2 separate regions of the Mus musculus genome follow, and region 1 is linked to region 2. Evidence: chromatin contacts called from public Hi-C data. All regions are on one chromosome and are shown on one strand. Each heading gives the region's core, a stretch centred on a gene start, on an enhancer-like site or on the middle of the called end of the contact. The rest is flanking DNA. Distances are from core to core; before and after follow the strand shown. Region 1 has its middle 13 kb from the start of Gm22215. Region 2 holds the start of Cebpz (CCAAT/enhancer binding protein zeta).

What was found. A called contact is a pair of places that touch in the nucleus more often than the background predicts.
Region 1: a contact with region 2 is called in a Hi-C map of liver, with 2.6 times the contacts expected there. The contact joins the enhancer-like site here to the promoter of Cebpz in region 2. A contact is called at or near these places in 12 of 39 promoter capture datasets (the 3T3-L1 cell line, the C10 cell line, the HPC-7 cell line and 8 more), 4 of 484 Hi-C or Micro-C datasets (cortical neurons, liver, muscle stem cells and 1 more), 2 of 115 datasets of contacts at active chromatin or transcription factors (bone marrow-derived macrophages and embryonic stem cells) and 2 of 9 other capture datasets (adipose tissue and liver).

Annotation. Positions count from the first base shown.
Region 1 is chr17:80,018,010-80,022,227 of GRCm38.p6, forward strand. No RefSeq gene overlaps it. Among named protein-coding and RNA genes, the nearest start is that of Gm22215, 13 kb to the right of the region's middle. Within about 2 kb of position 1,337, at least 23 of the 459 cell types and tissues checked have an H3K27ac peak or open chromatin away from gene starts, as enhancers often do. A contact at or near this core is called in liver and muscle stem cells, where this site is marked.
Region 2 is chr17:78,935,614-78,940,064 of GRCm38.p6, forward strand. Cebpz (CCAAT/enhancer binding protein zeta) reads right to left here and starts at 1,457. Exons shown (of 16, transcript NM_001024806.2): 1 at 1,262-1,457; 2 at 1-454. The coding sequence starts at 1,417. It overlaps Ndufaf7 (NADH:ubiquinone oxidoreductase complex assembly factor 7), which reads left to right and starts at 1,522. Exons shown (of 10, transcript NM_028611.3): 1 at 1,522-1,588; 2 at 1,878-2,041; 3 at 2,928-3,008; 4 at 3,982-4,092. The coding sequence starts at 1,552.

The DNA of each region.
Region 1 (4,218 bases), core at 87-2,586, 1.1 Mb after region 2:
AGCCGCCTTGAGCTGCCTCTACACAGTTCTAAATAAACCTTTCCTTCCATAGGCTGGGTCTTTTATCATATCAATGAGGAAAATCACTAATACATCTCGGAAGTCAGAAGGAATGGGATTTATTTGGATAAATAAGGCTAGGGTGTGACCCCTAACCTTTGGGTCCTGTCAAAGCAGTTACCTCACCAAACCCAAGAGACTACAGCACTTATACTGTAGAGCCTGTGTGCTTAGTTGTTCTCCCTTAGGAAGATTCCTGCTCAGATGCAAATTTGCCAATAGTTTTTCCTCGACATGACTCTTCACAGCCAGACATGCCGTTAAGCTCTGTGACACGCTATTCACACAGTATACCCATCTAGACATTGATCAGAAAAGCCTCCAAGGGCTTGGTCCTTATCTGACCTTCTCCAGACAGATCCCAGTGAAGGATCTTATCTTGCCCTTGGTGGGGCATCCAGAACCAGCCTCGAGTGACAGGAGCTACTGTGTAGCATGTGACCTTTGGCCTGCAAGCTTGAGTCCCCAGCAGAGTCTGCTCAACTGTAAAGCAATACAGAATAGCCAGTGTGTAATATGTATATAATGTATATAATATGTATAATATGTATATATGCCCAGAGAGACCTTCCCTTCAGGTAGCTATTGAAGTTCTGTGGATTCACCCTGCATCCACACCCTGCACGTGTTCTTCCAGCCTTTCTAATCTTCTTGGTATGTTGTAGCAGGAAAGGGATGACCTAGCCTCCGGTGGGACTGCCCCGCCTGGAGTACCTATAAACACAACACCCTACCACAACCTTGTGTCATCCCCTCCAGCGTCCCGGAGCAGGGTTTATCTGCCAGCTTCAGGATGAAAACAAAGCCCACCCCCACTCTAATCGCGTTGCTTATTTGAAGACTGAGTTCCTTGGTTGTCACACCTGTCGCATACTACTGTAAAGGCAAGAATGCAAAGAAAAAAATACCTAGAGGACTATATGCATTAACACATTGATTTCAAGTTCTTAGGGATGTTAAGGGAATCCCATAGGCAAAAGGCACGCACGCCCTTCTCAGCTGAGTTTGCCCTGGACAACGTAGCTGGCTTGGCTCAGGGGCTGCCTCCAGCTGCCCTGCACCACACTGGACCTTGCAGCCCTGCCCAGTTCTGCCCCGCGCCCTGAGCCCCGGGGCGGAAAGCACGTCCCCGGGTCATGAACTTGGGCTTGTAACTGAAAGGCCCCCAGGAGTTTGGTCCCTAGAGCACCTGAGCTGAGCGTTGCAGGGGCCTGCTGGAGCACCCGGGATCCTGCAGTACGAGTGACGCCAAGGGCACTGGCCTGTCAACTATCCTAAACTGCCACTGTGAGACTGCGCACGCTCGGGCTCCGGTGCTCGCAGACAACAGGTGGCGCCACACAGCCACCAGCAGAGAACCAGGGAAAGGGTCTCCTGCTTTCACTGCAGGAGGCACACCAACGGGGTAAAGGCAGACTCGGAAGATAATCGTCTAATGAGAGAAAGAAAAGGTTAAAAGAAAAAAAAATCCATTTGACACTCCCAGATCAATTTAAAAATTTAGAGGAGACTGGGGAGGTGGCTCAGAGGTTCATAGCACTTGCTGCTATTGCAGAGAACCCAGGTTCAATTCCCAGCACATATATGGTGACTCACAACCATCTACAGATGCTTCCCGTCCCAGAGGGTGCTCCTTCCTGATGCCTGCAGGCAACAGACACACACCATTTGCACGGACACATTAGACAAAACATTCAGACACATAAAATAAGTCTTGTTTGTTTGTTTGTTTGTTTGCTTGTTTGCTTGTTTCTGTCTTTTTCCTTCCTTCCTTCCTTCCTTCCTTCCTTCCTTCCTTCCTTCCTTCCTTCCTTCCTTCCTTCCTTTTTAAAATGAAACTTAGAAACACACAGGGAAAGCTGTAGGCGACAACGGCACTGAATATCCAGAACACGAGTAGCAACAGAGATTGCTGTTTAAGAAAATGAGGTGGAAGTCCTATCACATGCCTGTAACCTGTAATTCCAGAACTAAGGTTTAGGCAGAACACCAGCACTCCAAATTCCAGACCAGTGGCAGCCTGGGGTACATAGGAAACTCTGTCTCAAACAGGGCAGGGATGCAACAGGACCCTCAACCTCAATAGACCCTGAGACCTTAACACAGCTGACCACATGATGTTAGGACCATTCGTGCTGTAAAACTCAGCAGGTACAGAGCACCACCTGCCAGAACTAAAACAGACCTAATCCACCAAACTCCATAGTTCCTAGCCATGGTGGCACACACCTTTATTCCCCACACTTTGGAGGCAGAGGCAAGCAGATCTCTGAGTTCCAGGCCAGCCTGGTCTACAGAGTGAGTTCTAAGATAGCCAGGACTACACAGAGAAACCCTGTCTCCAAAAACAAAACAAAAACATTTTTTTAAATAAAGTCCATAGTTGTGGGAAAGTCTACGTGCACTAACCTTGCTCTTTGGCTTCTATAATTCCACTTCTAACTAACTGTCCTTGTTAACTGAAGTATCTCAACCCAGAACATGGTTTGTTTGTTTGTTTGTTGTTTGTTTTTGTGTGTGCTTAAAAGCTCAACCTGAGTGCTGGAAAGATGTTAAGAGCACTGGCTGCTCTTGCACAGGTCCTGAGTTCAAGTCCCACAACCACGTGGTGGCTCACAACCATCTATAGTGAGATCTGGTGCCCTCTTCTGGCAAGGAGGCATACACACGGGCAAAACATTATATACATAAATAAATAAATCTTCACAACTAAAGAAAAAAGCTCACCATGAGGAAGGCTCTTTGTTACATTGGGATCCCAAACACTTAATGTAGTTGCTGGCCTGCTAATGAAGACTTTCTATTAGCTTAAATCTGTGTCTGAGCTTACCTCTGGTGGATACCCTACAACAGAGAAAGAAGTGTGTGTGTGTGTGTGTGTGTGTGTGTGTGTGTATGTGTGTGTGTGAGATTAAACACACATTTTTAAATTTATTTATTTATTTATTTAAACACACATTTTAAATTTTATTTATTTATTTATTTATTTATTTATTTATTTATTTATTTATATGTAAGTACACTGTAGCTGTCTTCAGACACTCCAGAAGAGGGCATCAGATTTTGTTACGGATAGTTGTGAGCCTCCAGATTTTGTTACGGATAGTTGTGAGCCTCCAAGTGGTTGTTGGGATTTGAACTCAGGACCTTTGGAAGAGCAGTTGGTGCTCTTAACCGCTGAGCCATCTCACCAGCTCAATGCTATCCCAAAAGTCCCCCATACCCCCCCAACTCCCCTACCCACCCACTCCCACTTCTTGGCCCTGGCGTTCCCCTGTACTGAGGCATATAAAGTTTGCACAACCAATGGGCCTCTCTTTCCACTGATGGCCGACTAGGCCATCTTTTGATACATATGCAGCTAGAGACAAGAGCTCCGGGGTACTGGTTAGTTCATATTGTTCCACCTATAGGGTTGCAGATCCCTTTAGCTCCGTGGGTACTTTCTCTAGCTCCTCCATTGGGGGCCCTGTGATCCATCCAATAGCTGACTGTGAGCATCCACTTCTGTGTTTGCTAGGCCTTGGCATAGTCTCACAAGAGACAGCTATATCAGGGTCCTTTCAGCAAAATCTTGCTAGTGTATGCAATGGTGTCAGCGTTTGGAGGCTGATTATGGGATAAATCCCTGAGTATGGCAGTCTCTAGATGGTCCATCCTTTCGTCACAGCTCCAAACTTTGTTATTTATTTTTCAAGACAGGGTTTCTCTATGTAACTCCAGCTGTCCTAGAACTCACTCTGAAGACCAGACTGACCACAAATTCAAGAAATCCACACACAAAAAACAAAAGCAAAGAGGTCCTGAGTTCAATTACCAGCAACCACATGGTGGGTGACAAACATCTATAATAAGATCTGATGCCCTCTTCTGGTGTATCTGAAGACAACTATTTCTTTAGCAATAAATAAATAAATAAATAAATAAATAAATAAATAAATAAATAAATTAATTAATTAATTAATTAATTTTTAAAAAAGAAAAGAACAGAAGATTCATTCCTACAAAAGAAAGTTGCATGGCTGGGACTTGAAGGGTTAATTTTTATGTGGAAATGTCATACATTTACAAAAGCTGAGGGAATAACAGTGAGTTGCCCCAGTATTTCACAAATGAAATAATTACCAACACCTGGCCAGCCCATTGCAGCCGTTCCCC
Region 2 (4,451 bases), core at 207-2,706:
TGGACACGACATCTGGAGGCTGCAGCTCCAAGGAATACTCACCGCTGTACTCCATGTCGTACCACTTGCCTCCAGGCCTGAGTAACATTGTTTGTCTCTCTAGAAATTCAAACACATCGGGTTGTTTATCTTTCTTTGCTTTGGAGACGGGACAGCTCTCAGGACGCTGTTCTGGTACAGTCTTATTTTTCACCTTCTTTTCCGATGTCTTTTTTCCTTCTGTTGCTTTTTGTTTTTTATTCTCCACCTTCAGTAGTTTTGCTTCTTTTTTGCTGGTGTTTTCCTTTTTCTCTGGTTCATCTTCTTCAATCAAAGACTTTGAGTATTTGGCCAAATTCAGATTCTGAATAAATGACTCCAGTTCACCTTGTTGAAGGTCGTCAATGGTTCCCTTTTTGCCCCCATCCACCACTTCCTCATTTTCATCCAAAGTAGCCAGCATAAGGTAATCTTGCTGTAGAAACACATTAAAAAAAAAAAAAAAAGGCCGTATTACAAACCCAGAAATTCAGTAAGAACTTCATTTTTAAAAACCATCACATATGAATTATTACACTATTATCTGGCAAACTCACAGATATCCAACAGGAAAATGTGCCAAAGATAGGTACACAATAGGGAAAAGGCTTTTGAAGAACCTTCTTCAAGATATGAAAAGATTCTCAAGCTGACAGTCACAAAATCCAGTGAAAATCGCAATGATCTAGGCACTCGTAATGCATCAGGTGAGCAAGGTTAAAGGTTTATCTGAGTGGGCAGGGGATGGCTCAGTGGGTCAAGTCTATGCCAAGGAGCCTGGTGATTTAGGTCCGATCCTCGGAAGTCACATAAAAGAGAGAATCGATTCCAAAGTTGTCCTCTGACTTCCACACGAGTGTACCAACAAACATACAACACTCCTTCCAATAATAGAAAGTACTTTATGAGGTAGTGTAGGGAGGAAGAGGCACTTTCATAAAAGGCTAATGTAAACTGGCAGGTTCTTTTAGCGACTTCAATCCAACCTTTTAACCTAGCAGATGTAGATTACACATACGGTCGTGTTCAAAACATTTGCCCACGTGGTTAGAATCCGATCGCCTACATTTTAACGAGGCATAAACCCAGGAGAAAACATGCAAGCCGAACTGTTTTTTTTCCCACTGAAGCGCGGTAACAGTAAATGCGTGGGAAGCTCTCAGAGCAGGTCGGAGGCTGGGCTGCGGGTCCCACCTTCCCGGCAGCCGTGAGCATCCCCTTCCCCAGAGCCTGCGGCCCTTACCTTTGTGCCTCCGAGGCGTAACACCTCCTCCAGGGAGAAGCCATTCTTGCCCTCATCGCCATCCTCCTCGTCTTCCTCATCCGGATCTTCTGTCACCTGTTTGGGACGCCAGGGCTGCTTGGCAAGGAACGCCACAGGTTCCTGGTCGGCCGACATGGCGGGCTGGACACGCGAGTGCAGCCCGGAGCTTACTTCCGCTTTACGGTGACGCACTTCCTATTGCGAGGGCGATTCAGGAAATACCGTTTAAACCCCGCCTCCGGGGCGGAGCCTGGCCTCGGGGTGTAGGAATGAATGCTTTGGTGAGACGCTGCGTGGCCCGCGCGGGTGAGAGTCCCCTTGCAGGATCCTGTTTCCATGGAAACCGTATGGCGCGGCTCCTTGGTCCCTCCGTTGCTCACCTGGGGCTGGAGCAGGAAGCTGGTCCACAGAGAGGCTTAGCTGTGTGGAGGGGCTTGTAGTCATGGGTTCGGTGCATGCCTTGCCTCCATCGGGTCCTGACGTTGGGGCGAAGTTAGTGATGAACGAGGCATCCTTACAAGCTTTAGGCTGCTTGCTGCGCGTGTAAATGAAATGGAGATATCTAATGCGGGCGGTGCTTAATCGTGCTTTTCAGGCCTTCCCTGTATTTGGAGAGGGAAATGCTACAGCTCCGGGAATGAGCCGGCAGAAAGCAACCAGGTGACACCGATGCTGCGGCATCTTATGTACAAAATAAAGTCTACAGGTCCCATCACTGTGGCCGAGTACATGAAGGAGGTTTTGACTAACCCAGCCAAGGTAAACGTAGGGGGAGCGTGAACCACCCAGTGTGTGTACACAGAGGAGCCCGAAGGCCTCTAGAGCCATCAGGTGTTGAGCCACCGCCGAAGTCCTTGGAATATAGTCTTATCTGTCATTTGCGTTAAAGGGCAGTGCCAAAAAAGAGGTCATGACAAATTCCTGCGGAGTTTAGGTGACAGAATGTAATTTAATTTTCCTGAGTTAAAGGAATGCTGATTTTCTAACCGGGGTTGTGGATTTCTGCTGTTTGTATAAGGGAAACGCTGTATGTATGAGGTTGACCTTGAACTTGCAGCATCTTCTTATTTACCCTCCTGAGTGCTGGGATTCTAGGTGGTCTTCACCTGCCTGGCTAAAAGAAAGCTTTGAGTCTTTCTTGAAGGTTAAGCATTATGGTAAAACTTGGGATATGAAGTTAAGACAAAGTCTTCTCCCCAGATAATTAAGCCTTGTAAGAAACGTAATTGTTGTCTTATTTAAAAAAAAAAAAAAGCACTGGATTTAGTTTTGGGTTGGGAGTCTTTGGAGAGAGAAGTCAGTGAAGACACTGTTTGAATAGACTGAATGGATGCCAGGGAGAACTAAAATGAGAAGAAAGTGAGACTTTGCATTGGTATGGAAGAGTGGGAGAGGGCAAGGAGTAGAGAGATGATCTTGTCTGCAGCCCTTCTACTTGAGTAATTGCTGTTTGGTGAGTTTTGCAAAATGACTACTACTATGTAAAATTTAGGTAAAGACTCTGTCCTTATCTTGGTTACTTCAGAAGAGAGAACTTTCTTGGTAAATACTTACTTCACTGTAAGCATTCCATAAAATTTTGGTGGAGCACTTTTGAAAGCTTTATTTGAAAATTAATCTTTTCCATTTCTCCTCTTTTACTCAGGGATATTATGTGCATCAGGATATGCTAGGAGAAAAAGGAGACTTTATTACTTCACCTGAAATAAGCCAAATCTTCGGGGAGGTAATAACCAACATGTAGACCTTAAAAGAAATGTTATAGATACTGAGGGCAGAGCAAGCGATGCTCATGTGTAATAGTGTTTTATGGTGTGTGTGTGTGTGAGTCATCAAATATTTAAAACTTAGAACACTTGAAAAACTCAGATTTCACTATAGAAAAAGAAGAGGAATCCGGGCAGTGGTAGCACATGCCTTTAATCCCAGCACTTGGGAGGCAGAGGCAGGCAGATTTCTGAGTTCAAGGCCAGCCTGGTCTACAAAGTGAGTTCCAGGACAGCCAGGGCTACACAGAAAAACCCTGTCTCGAAAAACCAAAAAAAGAAAAAAAAAAAAAAGAAAGAAAAGAAAAAGGTGGAAACATGTGAAGGACAACGGAAGATAGAAAAGGTTTGAGAAGAGGAAAACCATGAACAATGTGATTGAATGGGGAGAGAGAGAGAAGCAAGTGAGCTAACTGCCAGCTCTGACTTAATCAGATCACGGTGGCGGTCTCCCTGGAAGAAACAGGGTTGTGGCTCATTTACTTCCCTAAAAGTGCCTTTGATGACTTAAAAATAGGAAATAGTACATAAACAAGTGAAATCTAGGCTTGAGAAAGTAAATTATATTTAAGGGTTGTGTAACACTGGAAATCATGAGTAAGAAGAAGTGGCATAATTGTTCTGCGTCCTTTTGTTCCCAAAGTCTGGTACCTTTGTATAAGTGATTGCTTATTTGTGCCATGGGGCTTAGCACCCTTCACCCTGAGAGTGAGCTTCCTATGCAGTCTATGTCCTGACAATCCCAGTGAAGTTCCAGTGCATTCAGATCTCTGTGTGTGTGTGTGTGTGTGTGTGTGTGTGCATCTGTATAGATCTATGTATGTCCAATGACCTATATTGGATTATTTGTAAATGTTTTGCTTTTTGGTATAAAGTATGTATTTACATTGAGTTTTATGGTATAACACTTTAATGTTTTTTTTCTTGTCATAGCTACTAGGGGTGTGGTTTGTTAGTGAATGGATAGCCTCTGGAAAAAGCCCAGCATTCCAGCTGGTGGAACTTGGCCCTGGTCGGGGCACCCTCACAGCAGATATTTTGAGGGTAAGTATTAAAAGAACCTCTCTTACATCCCTCTTTCTGTTTTTGAACTAGTTTTCAAATTTTATTAATCTGGGTTTTCAGTCCTACTTTCTAATTCTTATATATCTGTCAACTAAAATCCAATGTCAGAGTAATGTGGAGGCCAGAGGCTGACACTGGTGACTTCTGCTATTGGTTTTTACCTTACTCTTTGAGACAGGATCTCTCATTGAGTTGGAAATGTGCTGACTCGCTAGAAAGCTCCATCCTTCTCCTGCCTCTGCTTTCCCAGGGTGGGGATGAAAGGTGTGTGCCAGCAGGACAAGGTGCCAGGGACAAGCTCAGGTCTCAGGCTTGCACAGCAGGCTCTTTACCAACCA